Regions from separate parts of the Sus scrofa genome. Here regions 1 and 2 are each linked to region 3. A link is a contact called in public Hi-C data. All regions are on one chromosome and are shown on one strand. Each heading gives the region's core, a stretch centred on a gene start, on an enhancer-like site or on the middle of the called end of the contact. The rest is flanking DNA. Distances are from core to core; before and after follow the strand shown. Region 1 overlaps TANC1 (protein TANC1). Region 2 overlaps TANC1 (protein TANC1). Region 3 overlaps LOC110256997 (a long non-coding RNA gene).

Evidence for each region. Hi-C and Micro-C count contacts between places; a contact is called where the count stands out from the background.
Region 1: a Hi-C map of embryonic fibroblasts shows a contact between it and region 3, with 2.8 times the contacts expected there. The contact joins two enhancer-like sites. A contact is called at or near these places in 3 of 47 Hi-C or Micro-C datasets (embryonic fibroblasts, fetal heart ventricle and liver) and 1 of 2 datasets of contacts at active chromatin or transcription factors (skeletal muscle).
Region 2: a Hi-C map of embryonic fibroblasts shows a contact between it and region 3, with 2.6 times the contacts expected there. The contact joins two enhancer-like sites. A contact is called at or near these places in 2 of 47 Hi-C or Micro-C datasets (embryonic fibroblasts and liver).

Annotation. Positions count from the first base shown.
Region 1 is chr15:65,992,283-65,997,192 of Sscrofa11.1, forward strand. The region is part of intron 1 of TANC1 (protein TANC1); the gene reads left to right. Among named protein-coding and RNA genes, the nearest start is that of TANC1, 75 kb to the left of the region's middle. Within about 2 kb of position 3,164, at least 5 of the 83 cell types and tissues checked have an H3K27ac peak or open chromatin away from gene starts, as enhancers often do. A contact at or near this core is called in embryonic fibroblasts, where this site is marked.
Region 2 is chr15:66,012,509-66,017,375 of Sscrofa11.1, forward strand. All of the region lies in intron 2 of TANC1 (protein TANC1), which reads left to right. Among named protein-coding and RNA genes, the nearest start is that of TANC1, 95 kb to the left of the region's middle. Within about 2 kb of position 1,428, at least 8 of the 83 cell types and tissues checked have an H3K27ac peak or open chromatin away from gene starts, as enhancers often do. A contact at or near this core is called in embryonic fibroblasts, where this site is marked.
Region 3 is chr15:65,854,308-65,859,156 of Sscrofa11.1, forward strand. LOC110256997 (a long non-coding RNA gene) reads left to right here. Exons shown (of 3, transcript XR_002339107.1): 3 at 2,945-4,800. Among named protein-coding and RNA genes, the nearest start is that of DAPL1, 60 kb to the left of the region's middle. Within about 2 kb of position 2,839, at least 12 of the 83 cell types and tissues checked have an H3K27ac peak or open chromatin away from gene starts, as enhancers often do. A contact at or near this core is called in embryonic fibroblasts, where this site is marked.

The sequences.
Region 1 (4,910 bases), core at 1,914-4,413, 140 kb after region 3:
CCCCCTTTCTTCCAGATCGTTGATGACTTTGGAGGCAATGGTTCAGAGCCTGAGCTTTGAAGTAACACGTGGGTTCAAGCCCCAGCTTCACCTTTCTTGGGACTGTTGTTAATCTAAGCCTTTGCTTTCTTATTTATAAAAAAAAGAATCAGTAAACTGTCCCATAGATGATTTATTTTTTATTTTTATGACAACGTCGTTGGCATATGGAAGTTCTGAGGCCAGAGACTGAATCTGAGCCACAGCTGTGGTCTGTGCCACAGCCATGGCAGCATCAGATCCTTTAACCCTCTATGCCAGGCCAGGGATTGAACCCAAGCTTTGTAGTGACCCAAGCCACTGTAGTTGGATCATAAATGCTTTTTTTTTTTTAAGGATAAAAATGAGACTACATATGAATGTAACTCTCTTCTGCTTACCTGACACATAGTGATCACTTAAGAAATACTGCTGTTAAGTTGGTGTTGATATCCCAAATCCTGCCTCCATTACTACTGGGAACATCTGAATGGCCCATCCCCAGATCAAGTTCTTTGACTTCTTGGCTTCCAGCTTTCACTTGAGAACATTCCACTTTAGCAAACCATGCTATTGGCCATCGTGAGGGCTTTAACATTGTCTAGAATTGTTTCACTTCCAAAAATTTAAAATTTATTTAAGAAGATTTGACAGCCTCTTTTTCACCTTCCTCATTCACTTAGTCCAGGTGTATTTGCTCTTAGATCTATTTGAAACACCATCCCCATTCTCCTTAGGTGTCCTACCTCTTGGAGCTCCACTCACTTCTTGTCTGGCCTCGAGCCCGTGGCATGCTGCCATGCGACTCTAGTACAACACCCTTATCAGTCTTGTTGGTCCTTGTGCTGCAAACACCCAACCACTAGTCAAGCCTCTTGTCCTCTGGATGGTTCTTTCTTGGGGCTGAGAGGCTGAGGATGGAATTGCACCATCATCATTTGGTGCCCTGTCTTGGCCTGCAGCCTGGAGCAATCTGAACTGTTCAGCTGTCACTTTAATCTTGTGCTGGCCTTTCTCTTTTCTACAAGGCCTATTCTGAACCTTCTCTGCTCCTCTCATGCCTTAGTTTTACTTTATAGAGAAAGCAGAGGCATGGACTTGTAGCTTCTTGCTCATGTTGTTGACATTGTTGTCTTCCTGCTCTTTTGTAATATGCTTTGTGTCCCTCTTTGCTTGACACAGAGTAGATACTTATGAATGTGTGTAGAGTGAAAAACTTGCAATCACTAGCCCAATGCTCATTCCTTAATTGGAAAATCAGGTTATAACCCTGTCTCTCTGCTACTTGCTGGCCTGGGAGAGTGAGGACAAGTGCTTTCAATCTCTAGCCCTGCATTTTAAATGAGGCCATTACATGTATTTAAATTTGTTAGGTTGGCAGTCTGTTTTGAGGTACAGCTATTCCCTTTGAGAATTTTAGATGGATTAAAATCGTTCTTTCCCAGAGTATCTGTTGATATTGAAGTGAGGAAATGTACTATGCTAGTGAAGAAAGGCAGGGTCTACCCAGAAGCTCATAGCCTAGGAGGAAGCAGGTGGATAAGCAATTAAAATAAGACTAGAAAGGCTTCTAAGAGGAAGAGCTTTGGAGGTCAGCTTTGAAGGGGGCTTTTTGCTTTCTCTTCTAATAGATGCTTACCATCACTACCACCCCATCTAGATATTTAATGTCACAGTTATTTTGTCTTCTGGTGGTGTCTTGCCATTAGGTTGGGAGGTGGGTGCTTGGTTGGGGGTTGTCTGGGTGCACTCAGCTTCTGGATGAGCAGGGACTTTCTCCAAGACTGGTGCTCAATCTTGCATGAGAGCCATTGGCCTGGGAGGCATAATGATTATTGCCAGGAGCACTGCCCTTCCTGGTTTGAGGATTTGGCTTTTCTGCTACTGTAGCCCTTCTGTATGCATATTTGAAATACCAAGGTAAAACCTGCCTGCAGTCATTGCTTCTGAAGGCCTGATAACGGAACAGATCCTGTTATGGAGATTTTTTAAAATGAATTTTATTATATTTATAGTTGTACAATGATCATCACAACCCAATTTTATAGCATTTCCATCCCAAATTTGTTACGGAGATTTGTTGTTTCTCCTGATACTTTTGACCATAAATTTGGAAATTAGTACTCAGTACCAGAAGAATTCTTAAATTATTAGTCCAAATCCTTTGAGGGAGAGAATTGCCACTGATTGTGATTTCCCCTCCTTAACAACCCTGCTATTCATTCATTTAAAGAGATTTATTTAGTGTTTGTTGCATATAAGGTACATAGCTAGGTGCCTTGGGGAATTTGTAGAGTTCAGCATTTTTCACTGTGGTTTGAATTGATAACCATATAATCATTACAAAGTGGGATGTGAAATTAAAGATGCCTTTGGCCTGGGAAGGCTTTATGGAGGAGATAGTGTTAAAAGTTGAATTGAACAAATCCCTTCACAATACAGAATAATGGCTCTTGTAGCCAGAAGCAAGTAGCTTCTTCACATTTTCTTCCAAAAGTGAATTTTTTTTCTTCCAAGCAGTTATCAACATGAAAACCTCTCTTTGCAAACTTGTGTGTAGTAGCTTTTTTTTTAAGCGAGTTTAAATACTGGCTTAGGAGAGTCAGTTTTTTTAAGATACTTTTCTCAAAGCAACAGAGTATCTTCTAAAAAATATATTTAAAATATGGGTTGAAAGTGATTTCAATCTAATAGGGAATTTCCACTTAATTTTAGGCATCAGAGTTTAAATGTTTGAGTTTAAACTTCATGCCCAGAACTCTCTTAAAATTCACATTACTTGTGACTGTAAATTTACTATGCTTTTAATAACTCATACTCAAATCTGACATCTTTTTTGTTTAAGGCAAACCTAAATATAAAGAAAAAAACAGAATTACAAGTACAATTTGTATAATGGCTTTGAATACAGAAGACCAAACAGTTGGGTTCTTAGGGGATAAATCACAGCCCAGTGATGTCCTGTTTCCTAGCTCCGCATGTTAAGCAAAACCATGGGCTGCCTCTTTATTTATCACAGCTGCTTTCTGGTTTCTTGGTCAATAATGCCTTCTCCTCTCTTCCAGTTTCCTAGATGAAGCTCTGAATCCTAGGGAAGTTCAGTGATTTGTTCCCAGTGACAAAGCGAGGACCGGTCTCTTGATTCCTAGGCTCTTTTTACTGCAGTGGAAAAAAAAATGTGAGCAAGAGCTCCTGGAATTTCAAGTATTCATCAAGGGTTGTTTTTTCCCCAGCCTCCTGGGATCTTTAAAAGAATGTCAAGATATGGCTCTTGCTTTCAGGAAGCTTCTATAATGCAGTTGTCCGTGAATTTCTAGCAAGAGCCAGTGCCCCCTCGAGCCTCCTCTTTGTTTCCTTTTGTGTTCTCTATTCTGCTTTGTTTTCTTTTCCTTGCTCTCTTGTGTATTATTTATCCTATAGGCAGTTTCAGATACCCTCACCCCTCATCACCACCACCCATTTCCTTTCGTTTGATAAACACTAGAGGTTGCCAGTGCTAAGGAAAGTTCTAAAAGGCATTGGTGCAGAAGACAGGGCTCTTGTGTAATTGAGTCTTACAGTGTACTAGGTTGAGAAACTTTTGAGCCCCTAAAATTGAGAATATTTCTGCTATCTCTCTACTCTGAAAATTTTTTTTTTTATTGTCTTTTGTCTTTTTAGGCCCACACCCTTGGCATATGGAGATTCCCAGGCTAGGGGTCTTATTGTAGCCACATCTGCTGGACTATGCCAGAGGCACAGCAATTCCAGATCCGAGCCACGTCTGTGACCTATACCACAGCTCACGGCAATGCTGAATCCTTAACCCACTAAGCAAGGTCAGGGATCGAACCCGCAACCTCATGGTTCCTAGTCGGATTCATCTCTGCTGTGCCATGACGGGAACTCCAAAACAAAATTAATGATCATGTACACCTTACTTTCCAGTGTTTCACTTGTAGGTATTGCTACTCTGGCTTTATTCATTTTGTCAAAAGAAAGGAGGAATCTTTTTTTTTTTTTTTTTTTTCCACTTTTTAGGGCCATACTCACGGCATATGGAAGTTCCCAGGCTAGGGGTTGAATCAGAGCTGCATCTGCCAGCCTATACCACAGCCACTGCAAGGCCAGATTCGAGCTGCGTCTGCAACCTACACCACAGCTCATGGCAATGCCAGATCCCTAACCTACTGAGCGAGGCCAGGGATTGAACCCTCATTCTCATGGATACTAGTCAGGCTCATTAACTACTGAGCCACATTGGGAACTCCGCTATCTTCCTTTCTTTGCTTTGAGGTCAGATGGATGGTTTGATGTGAGAAGCTCCTTCCCTTGGAGTGGGCACAGTGCATGTGATTAGGTGCCCAGGATAACCAGCTAAAAAGATTTTAATCTCGATTCAGGTGTGGACATGAAAGGATATTATAAATTGCAGCCTTTTTCTCCCTAGTTTCTCATGGATTTAACTGAGTTTTCTTGCAGGTCTTGTAAGTGAGAATATATAGGAATGTTCTTTGTAATTTATAAACTGCTATAAATGTTAGTTAATTGCTTGATTTGGAGGAAATTGCTCATCTGTGTTCATTGCAGCCTCGTTAAATCTGTCAACAAATATGGAGAACACAGTGGGTGTGAAGGCTGTGTTCCGGCTTCTGTTTGTATCTATTAAAGAATAAACACAGTCCCTGACCTCAGTTCATAGATTCGACTTGAAATTTTGTAAGTAGTTGGCATGGCACTCTAGAAAGTAAGAGGAGTTTTAAGGCTGGCGTTATTCTGTGGTTTCAGATACTGCTGTTGGGATCGCAAGCTGAAATAGATTTGTCTTGTTTTGAGTCATCTCACTGTTTAATCCAGAGTAACTTTTGTTATGTTTTATATACCAGTGTAATCACTGTGCATAGTGCTTATTT
Region 2 (4,867 bases), core at 178-2,677, 160 kb after region 3:
ATCTGTAAGTTCAGTGTTGAAAACTGACTGAAAGGTTACAAATCATTATGTTGGGGGGGTCGGCTTTCTTTCCCTGCTTTGCTTGAGAGTTTTGATGCTGCTAATCTGATTAAACCTCTTAGAGCTGCATCTTTAGCTCTGAGATTCTGAAGATTAGAGATTCTGGAGTTTTCCCCTTCTATCCATTAAATTGTTACCATGGTTATTGGGCTCTCTAGACAGTATCTCAGATCCCTTTTGATTTATGGAAGCAGCATCTTAAAGGTGAATAAGCACTCTGTTGGTTTGGCTTCAGGAAACTTAGGTAAGAGTTCCAGTTTGAATGTACCTGTTTGTTCTCTTTGAACAAGTTGTTTCATTTTTTTGAACCTCAGTCTTCCCGCCTATAAAATGAAGGTAATAATCTCTGTGTTACAGAGTAATTTTGAGGGTCAAATGAAATGAAGATTTGTTTTTAAAACTTCAGGTATGATAATGTTGATGATGTGGTGAATTTGCTTTATTGCATTTTACATTTACATAGTATCTGGTTTGGGAAAGTGTCCATTAAGCAAAGAAATAAAATATACAGACATTTAAATTTATATCAGGAGTTTTTTTTGATACGCAAATGCTGTAAGGGAGGTGTGAGATTTTTCTTCCTCAGAAAGAAACCAGGAAGTGAATCCCCCGGGATAAAATATGGCAGTACTAGTAAAAGTTGCTCTCTGAATGTTTACTGTGTAAATGCTTATAAACAGTAGCTCACTAGTAGAGGTTAAAGACTAGCTTAAGTGGCAGAGCCAGGATTTGAATCCAGTTTGTCTCTTATCTCCAAAACCTTAAGCTCAGGGAAGTATAGCAGCCAGTTCGCTTTAGGTTCAAGTCTCAGGTCAAGTTGCTTTACCTGAGTGTTTGCATTTCTGCATCTGTAAAATGCAGATGATAACAGCAGCTCTGAGGATTGTCGGTTGTCTGTCCTGAGGATTCAGTGAGTTAAAGTGCTTAGGACAGTGCTTAGACTGTGGTAAGCATTTTATGGATGCTTGCGCTTATTATAACAAATGGTGATTTCTATACCCTTCTAGCTTCCTTGTTTCTCCCCTCTTGACTGCTTCTTTAGGCTTTAGTAAGTGCTGGCGTCTGAGATATATTTGTCTCCTTCGTTCACTTGTCTGTGCAGCAGACATGGCCTTGGCCATTCCATCTGGGGCAGGAGGAGAGAGCCATGTGGTAGCCTGGCCCTAGCAGAGTGCTGTGGGATAGTTGCTACAAACCATCTGGGAGGGCATGTGTTTGCTGGGAGGGAGGAGGGGGAAGAACATGCAGCCCGAGTGTAGGGATCTGCCACCAGCATCCGGCGATGAGAAGCTATGTGCACTCATAGGGGCAGTATGTGTGAAATTCAGTACTCACTTTGGCTTTATAAGAGCAGCGATTTCTAAACCTGGCCAGTTCATCGAAGGCATTTGTGACTCAGTCTTCCAGCAGACCTATGGAATCACTTGCCAGCAGTGGGGCCCAAGCTTCTTATAATGTTTTTTGAATAGTTTTGAATGGTCAACTGGCTTTGGGAGCCACTGACATGCCATTTCTTCCTGTGTCTGTGCAGGTCCAGCCCCAGCCAGCCATGGCACAGGTGTGAGCATGTGACTTTGAACACTCTTAGGAGAAGGAGCTCCTGCTTTATCTAGTTGACTCTGCTCTTGGCATCCCTATAAAGATGAATTTGACCTGGCCCAGGAATTTCCACATGCCCTGGATGTGGCCATAAAAAAAGATGAATTTAAAATATAGAAGCAGATGAGTGAAAGGATTCCATTACAGAAATAACAAGCGACAGGATTTGATCAAAGTGACTTGTTGGTGTAGTTTATTTGGTTCTTGTGTTTATGCTGATTCCTCATCAACACTTGCTTCTTCTCACACTTGTAAGTTAGTTACACAAAAAGTAGTATCTATTGAATATAATTTTGATGTTTATATGCAGCTTTAAAGAAATTGTTGGAGGGCTATTTTCCCAGAGTGATAGTCAGTGAATGAATGAAGTGAGTAATACACATTCCATTTCATGTTTGAAAAATCATGATTAGAGTGGAATGTTAATATGGTTAGCTGTGGTGAGACAATATTGACATTGTTGCTAAGATATTTTACCAGACATGTCATTGAGGCTGCTGCTTGGAAAACTGAGCAGTATTTTTTTTTTCCCCTCTTTTTTTTTTTTTCCCAATGGTGGTAATGATGGAACAGGAATATAGCAAATAAAATGACTGAGGCAGAGAATAAAAATTAAATGAGAATGAAAAGTCATCTCATTCTTTCCCCTTTCTCCCTGCCTCCCAGTACAAGGCTGAAAAGGATCTTGATAAATAGCCACATGAACGCAATTGATTTAGTCTGCTCCTTTCTAGAATGTGTACTGAATTGGTTGTATTGCATTCTTAATCTGCTTGTGGGGAAGAAACTTTAAATGCTGCCTGGAAACTTTGAGGCATTTCCCCCCCAAATATTTATAGATCCCATTTTCCTTGTAAGGAGCTGAAGGAAGATGAATGGTCCTGCTCTCTTGCCCTCTCCCTTCTCTTGTAATGAGGTCTGTTGGCAGAGGGCTTTGTTGACGGGAGGGCGAGTGTTTGGATCTGAGGAGTTCGTGGGGGGGGGGCGTGTACTGGTTATGGTATTGTTCTAAAAGTCTCTTTCCCTCCACTTATTTTTCCGCCCCCAAAATGTCAGCATGTCCAATGTGCCAAAACATTCCTGATGATTATCATCCAGAGAAACATGGCTTGCTAAGTTATCTGTGGAGGAGAGTCAGGATTTTCTAAGCACCGAACAGCACTCTGGGCTGGGTATGCACCTTGGTCAGGGGATCCACATGGTGTGGTAGCAGGCCTGGGTGATGCCATGGTTGAGAATTCTGACGGTGGGCTCAGACCACCTGGATTCACATCTGGATCTGCCACTTATGGCAACTTACATGGTCTCCCTAAAGCTTTGTTTCCTCATCTGTAATAAGGTGGCAATGGCAGCATCACTTACTTCCATTGGAATAGGACAAATAAATTAGCTAATGGATGGAAAGTGCTTAGCAGGGGGTCTGGTACACCAATAGGGTCTTTTTTTTTTTTTAACTCAAAGAATTTTTTTACATTTATAGTTGTACAATGATCATCACAACTCAATTTTATAGCATTTTCATCCCAAACCCCCAAGTAAAGTCTTAACAACTAGTTCCTCGTTGTTAGGGCAGATACATTTGATCAGTGTACACATGGAGTTAAAACAGAAAACTCATCATAAATCCTGCCATGTCACCTGGGTACTTATTTAATGTGAAGCTCAAGAGTAAGTGGCTCCAGCAGTTAGGGTGAGGCCAGGTGTGTAACTGAGGTGGCGAAGGGCTTTGGAGTTGGATAACCAGCAAATGGTTGCAGCCCTCAGGGGTGCCTCAGGCACAGTTCCAGGGCACCATGCACAGCTGAGATGTGCAGCATGGGTCGTCTTACTCTCATCATTCCTCAATCACACCCCCACCGGGAAAGAAAGTTCTGTATGAAAAGTGGAGTTCTCTGTGTCCTTATAAATAAGGGGCTGTGGTCAGCTTGCTGTCTTTTTAGTGCACTGCTGAGAGGAGGATGAATTGGTTGGAGGTTAGAAGTTAAGAACAGAAAAGTGTAGACAGAAGCTTAAGCAATGTGGCGGGGGTGGGTGGGGGGTGTTGTGATCCTCCTTGCTGTTGAACATCCCTGTGTAAGTCCATCCTCCATGTATGTGGCTCCTCTGTATCTGCAGTGCCACATCGGTGGATTCAACCAACCGCAAATTGTATAGTACTGTAGTTTTTACTATTGAGAAAAAAAAAATCTCTGTAGAGTGGACCCACACTGTTCCAACCCATGTTGTTCAAGTGTCAACGTATAGGGTAAGGGACTGGATCTTGGACCACGTGGTGTCTGTCATAGGAAGCCAGTCCAGAACTTCACTGCGAGAACAATCAATAAGGAAGGCCATCCCCCATCAGTAAGAGCTGGGAGAAAGCTGACAGTGGACAGTTAGGGCTGGGTGGAGGTGGGCACATCTGAGCCATGTAGATTAAAAAGAAAACCAGTGGGCATAGGTAGAGGAGCCTGGATAAAGGAAATGTGAGCCCTCCTTCCTGGGGAAAGGGAGTCATGAGGACAGGAACTTGACAGGTATCCAGTGGAGGAGCTTGCACAGAAGCCATTGGAAATAAAAGGAGATGGATACCAATTTATGTTTCATACAAATGTTTAATGGAAAGTCTGTTTTCTCTTATAAAACATTCTCATTATAAAAATGTCAGAACATACGTCAACCTTAAAATGTAAAAGGAAGGGGAAAAAACCATCAATATTTCCTACCCTTTGAGGAGTAACCACCATCAACATTTTGTTGAATTTCCTTCTAGTTTTCTATGGCGTGTATTATTTTCCCATTATCATCGTATGGCATGTACAAAATTACATACACCAGCTTAAATGTTTATCCTACATGTTTGAAAAAATGTTCATCATGTGGTAAACTCAAATTTTTCTTTCTTTTTTTTCCCCCCGTAATTTCAGTTCCTTGGCAGTAAAAATGCTCATTGTGGTGTTCTGTGCTACTCTCCTTGTTTGGGACGGGCTGGCGGGGGCAGGGGGTGGATGGGGCAGTGAGGAGCGCTTTCTCTGCCCATTGTGACAATCATGTACCAAATGTTAGCCATTGTTAGCATGTTCTGGCACAGGGCAGTATTGTTTTAAGACATCACCAGATAAAAGTAAGAGATTCTTTCTGCACCATGGGGCAAAGGATATGGTTCAAAAAACACATTTCCTAAATGAGACGGTAGTGCAAGCAGAAGAGAGACAGTTGAGTGAAGTGT
Region 3 (4,849 bases), core at 1,589-4,088:
GAAGCAATACATATACAAAGAGTTAGAAGAAAACTTAACTATAAGGCTGAGATCAGCAGAGATTTATAATAATCCTATTTCTCAAAAATCCCAGAGATTGCAATATTGTCTATGTCTTTGTTTCCTCGGGGTAAATAGTGGCAGTTTTCAAATGTGTCTGTGGTCCCCCCACCCCCCAAAAAAGTCCCTTAGAATATATACCAAAAGAATCACCATAAATTTCTACTGTATTTGGTTTAATCTTCCCAAATTTTTCTTCTGCAAAAATTAGAGAAAGTTGCTGAGTGATAGAGAACACGGGCTTGCATTTGATCTTTTATTTGAGAATGAGGGTCCAGTTCTTAGTGAAAATGATTGAAACATTTAAACATTGTCCTCTTGATTACTTCTGGCAATGTAAGACCAGTCTTTTGCTGTTTCTCCCAACATTACTCTGTGAATGTCCATTTTCCTTATGCTCTATTTTTGCAGAGTTAATGGTATTCTCCACAATTTCTACATGCCAGCCTTCAATGAACAATTCTAAAGTATAGCATTTTACTGTATGTTGTTCTAGGTTGATTCTGGCAGTTTGCAAATATGTCTGGTTATAGAGAATGACAGAATTAAAGTTATTGAATTTTGTTTATCTTTATAATCACTGTGTTATCACTGATTCTTTCAAATCTACAGTTTGACTCAGGAATATGTGGGTCAGCTATACCCAAATTGAGGCTTAATGATTCCAATTTATCATGAACTTACTCTTGAAAAAAAGCTGGTAGCTTAGTCGGCCTGTGTCATAGGCCAACTGCATAACTGGAAATTCTCCAGATTAACTTCTATAATAAAGAACACAATGTTTATGAGAGGATAAGTAACACAAATGTGTTCATTGCAAATGTGTATGTGTGATTAAAACGAAAAGAAATCAAAGTAGTTGTTTAGAATTTAGACCAAAAAAAAATTTTAGAATTATGTTATCATTCTCAGTGTTTAAAATTGCCAGCTGGGGAGTTCCCGTCATGGCACAGCAGAAACAAATCCTACTAGGAACCATGAGGTTGTGGGTTCCACCATGGCCTCGCTCAGTGGGTTAAGGATCCGGCATTGCCGTGAGCTGTGGTTTATGTCGCAGACACAGCTCGGATCTGGCATTGTTGTGGCTGTGGTATATAGCCTGGCAGCTGTAGCTCCAATTAGACCCCTAGTCTGGGAACCTCCATAGGCCACAGGTGCAGCCCTAAAAAGCAAAATAAAATAAAATAAAATAAAATAAAATAAAATAGCCAGCTAATGGTGATAATAAAAAGCAGGCCATTTTGAAGTTGGTTGTATTGTTTTAAAATTCTCTTTAAATGGTGTATCTTTTATGTGTACCAAGGAAAGATTGTTCCCACTGCCCTTCCACCTCCTAAGGTCACCCAGAGTTGGAGACTGGGGGATAAGAGAGGCTTGAGTAAGGCTGTGATGTACTCATGTAGCAGGATTTCCTCTTAAACAGACCACCAGGGAAGGAGACCCTATACCTGGCTGGAGAATATTCTGGTTAATCTAAGATTTTGTGTTAATTCAGAACCCCTTGCTTGTGATTGGGTTGAAATGATAGCTCAAGAGCTGTCGTGAGGCTTTCAAAGACATCAGTGTACTCCAAACATTGTCTATAGCTAAGACTTGTAAATTATTAATAAATCACACACATTTATGTATATATGTATCTATGTGAACATATAGGTACATATAACTATACATTGGAAACAGGATGATGCATACACACAAACACACACATATACACACACGTATGCATGCATATCTTATCTGCATGTATATCTATACTCTTGACATTAATAAAAATATATCCACATAAAGAGGTACTTAATTCATAGTAGCTTTTTGTCTTTACGTATTTTTCTTAGTCAGAAAATACTGAAAGTACAAATACTATCAATTCATGTTCATGACTTACATTTATGTTTCAAAGGAATCCTCTTAACAGACCTCATTCTATTTCTTTGTCATCAAATTGCCGTATCATCAGAATTTTCTATGAACCACTAGAGGGTAGTATAAACCAGCAAAAAAATCCAACCATCCAGCTGGCTGCAAAATAATCCTGAGACTACCTAAGCAATGAAGGGCAGCCATTTCCTTAGAATAACCGATTAAGGCCAGGCAATTCGGATCCCATCTTTTCAGAGTTCAAAATGAAAATACTTGTATTAACTCCTATAAGAAATATGTATATTCTAACCAGTAGAACAAACTTAGACATTAAGTGCTCAAAGTCTAGGATCAGAGTGACAGGGTTTAAATCTGACCTCCACCCTTGATAGCAGTGTCACCTTGGGCAAGTTTTTTACCACTTTATTTCCTTATCTGCAAAGTGATAATAATAGCACAGAACAGTGCTGCCTAGCACACGGTGGGCATGCTCCATAATGTTAGCTTTTATCAGAGGTTAAGCTCTCAGGCTCTGGATTTACACTGCCTGGATTCAAATACTAGATCTACCAAGCTAAATAAATAACTCCGTAACTTTGGGCAAATTATTTTTCTCAACCTCGGTGTCCTCATCTATAAAATGGGGCTAATAATAATACCAACTCCAAGATAGGCACATCGACACTTGATACCGTGCCTGGCACAGAGTAAAATGTAATATATGCTGATTGTTAGTATGATTTTTAATATTCTTTTTATAATTCTAATGATATTATTATTAGACATGTGATGAAAAATTTAGCACTGATGTTTGTACATATTTGAGAAATAGCAACATGGAGTACATTTCCTGATGCTTGTTGAAGCGAGGCAGGCTCCTGACCACAGACGACTCACCACTGTTTTAAACTTTCGCCTCTACCAGAAAACTAAATGGAAGGTTGTGCAATGAGGTGGAGAATTTGAACTTTGTCAACAATGTGCCCAATGCATGCCTCTTTAAAACTTGCTTTCTTTTTGGAAGGAGCTGCTTTCTTTGGATCATCCAAAAACTTTGAGTTTCTGCTCTGAGACTGCACACAAGGTATCAGCCCTCGTGTATTTCTGGAGAGACTTTAACAGATCAAAGGGAGCGTCTGCTTTCTCCCCAAGCACATGTCTGCCGGGAGCCCTGCTTGTTGTGGAGCAAAGATGGCTCAGCTCTGGCAGCCCAGTTTATATCCTTCTGACTCTGTGGAGAAACTTGCCTTTTTAAAAAAAAAAATCAAACTTCAGAAGGATCCAAAAACATCATCAGTCATTGTAAAAAGGGTTTTATTATATCTGCCAGAAGAGTTTGATGGTGTTGGACTGTTGATTAGTATGTCGTCTCCTTTAGTAATCCAAAAAAAAGTTGTTAATATTGGCAACAAAAACGAATTGGTTTCACGAGCTTACCAGCAGTTTTGGAGGATTTATAGTTTGTCAGAATGAACCAAGAAGGCAAACTGCTTTGGCTGGGCTGCAATCCCCAAGTTGCCAGCCAATCTGATCAATTTGGGACAGTGAATTGACTTCCCTGTCAGTTTTGCTCAATCTCAGCTCTGAACTTCCTGTTTCACTGGACACCATCGCAGCTCAAATCAACCCTGTTGTGGACAGAACTCCAGTGGTGACATCTTGGAAAGATGGAGAAAATGGCAGGATTGACTACTCTAAGCCCTGGATCACTTCCAGAAGACAACTTCTGCATGCAAGCCAACGACTCTATTTTCACCAAGTTAAAAGTTCAAAAGACTTGCCCGGAAAGTCAGAACTTCTGTAGCTGGACAACTGGTGTTCCAGTGTGATCATGTCTGGCCTTTCAATGTAAAAACTGAAGCACTTTGTAAAACCTGAAAACAGTTTAAGACATTAAAAAGATAGATGCCTCCCCCACCAAAAAAGGAATTTTCATGCACTGTAGAAACCATTCAGAGGCAAAACATCACATCCTAATGAATATAATAGGGTCTTGCATCCCCCTCTTATTTGAACACAACTCTCATTGACTTAAAAGTGACATTTCCAAACGGGCTGCAAGAATGATTTGTCCCCTAGACAAAGCAGACTGCATTTGTTCTGGTAGAATGGCTTCTCTTCTTTGTCTCCGGATAATTTGATACAGCATTCATTCATTCGAGTGTGACTCTCATTTGAAAATTTTCTCAATGAGACCATTTAAAAAATATTTTTTAATCTGGAGCTTTCATGACTTCCTCTAAGGCTTCTTTCAGCCTTTAGCCTTGTCCCTGTTAACTTAATAGAACTGGCAAACATTGACATTTTGAAATAAAATTTTTCACAGTAAATTTCAATGCAAAACTGATCATTTCCCCTTAAAACTTTGTTTGGGCTATGCATGTGCAGATTGCGCCTAGTTTTAGGACTAATGATTTTCTGAGTACTGCAAGATGTTTTTTCCCCCAGATAAAATAGGTTATCAGCCTTCAAACATGGAAGAGGTCAATTAAATGACATCTAGTGTCTTTCACACGCCTGAGGCTATTTTAAGAGGAGAAGCAAATCTCTGTGCATTTAAAAACAGTGCCATGGAAACAGTGCCAAGAGCTGCAGGTAACATTATTTCTCTCCTGGGAAAAGTGCACCACTGGGGGCCGGTCTCCTTTCTACCCACCTTCTCCAGTCTTCTGCACTTCCTGGCCCTTTAGGTCAGAATTCCCATAAATTTCAGAGAACTGCCGTTTTCTCACAGCAGAGGTGAGATGGGGAAGAGGAGACCCCAAATCACATCTTCATTAACTCAAACAAAGCAGCCTTGCAGGGTTTACAGTTTAAGCCTATGAATCTTCTCCGTGATGGTTCCCATGTCTCTCAGAATAAACAATGTGGAAAGAAAAATATTATGGTCTCTATTTGCGGTATTTTGTTCTGAAAATAACTGTGCAGG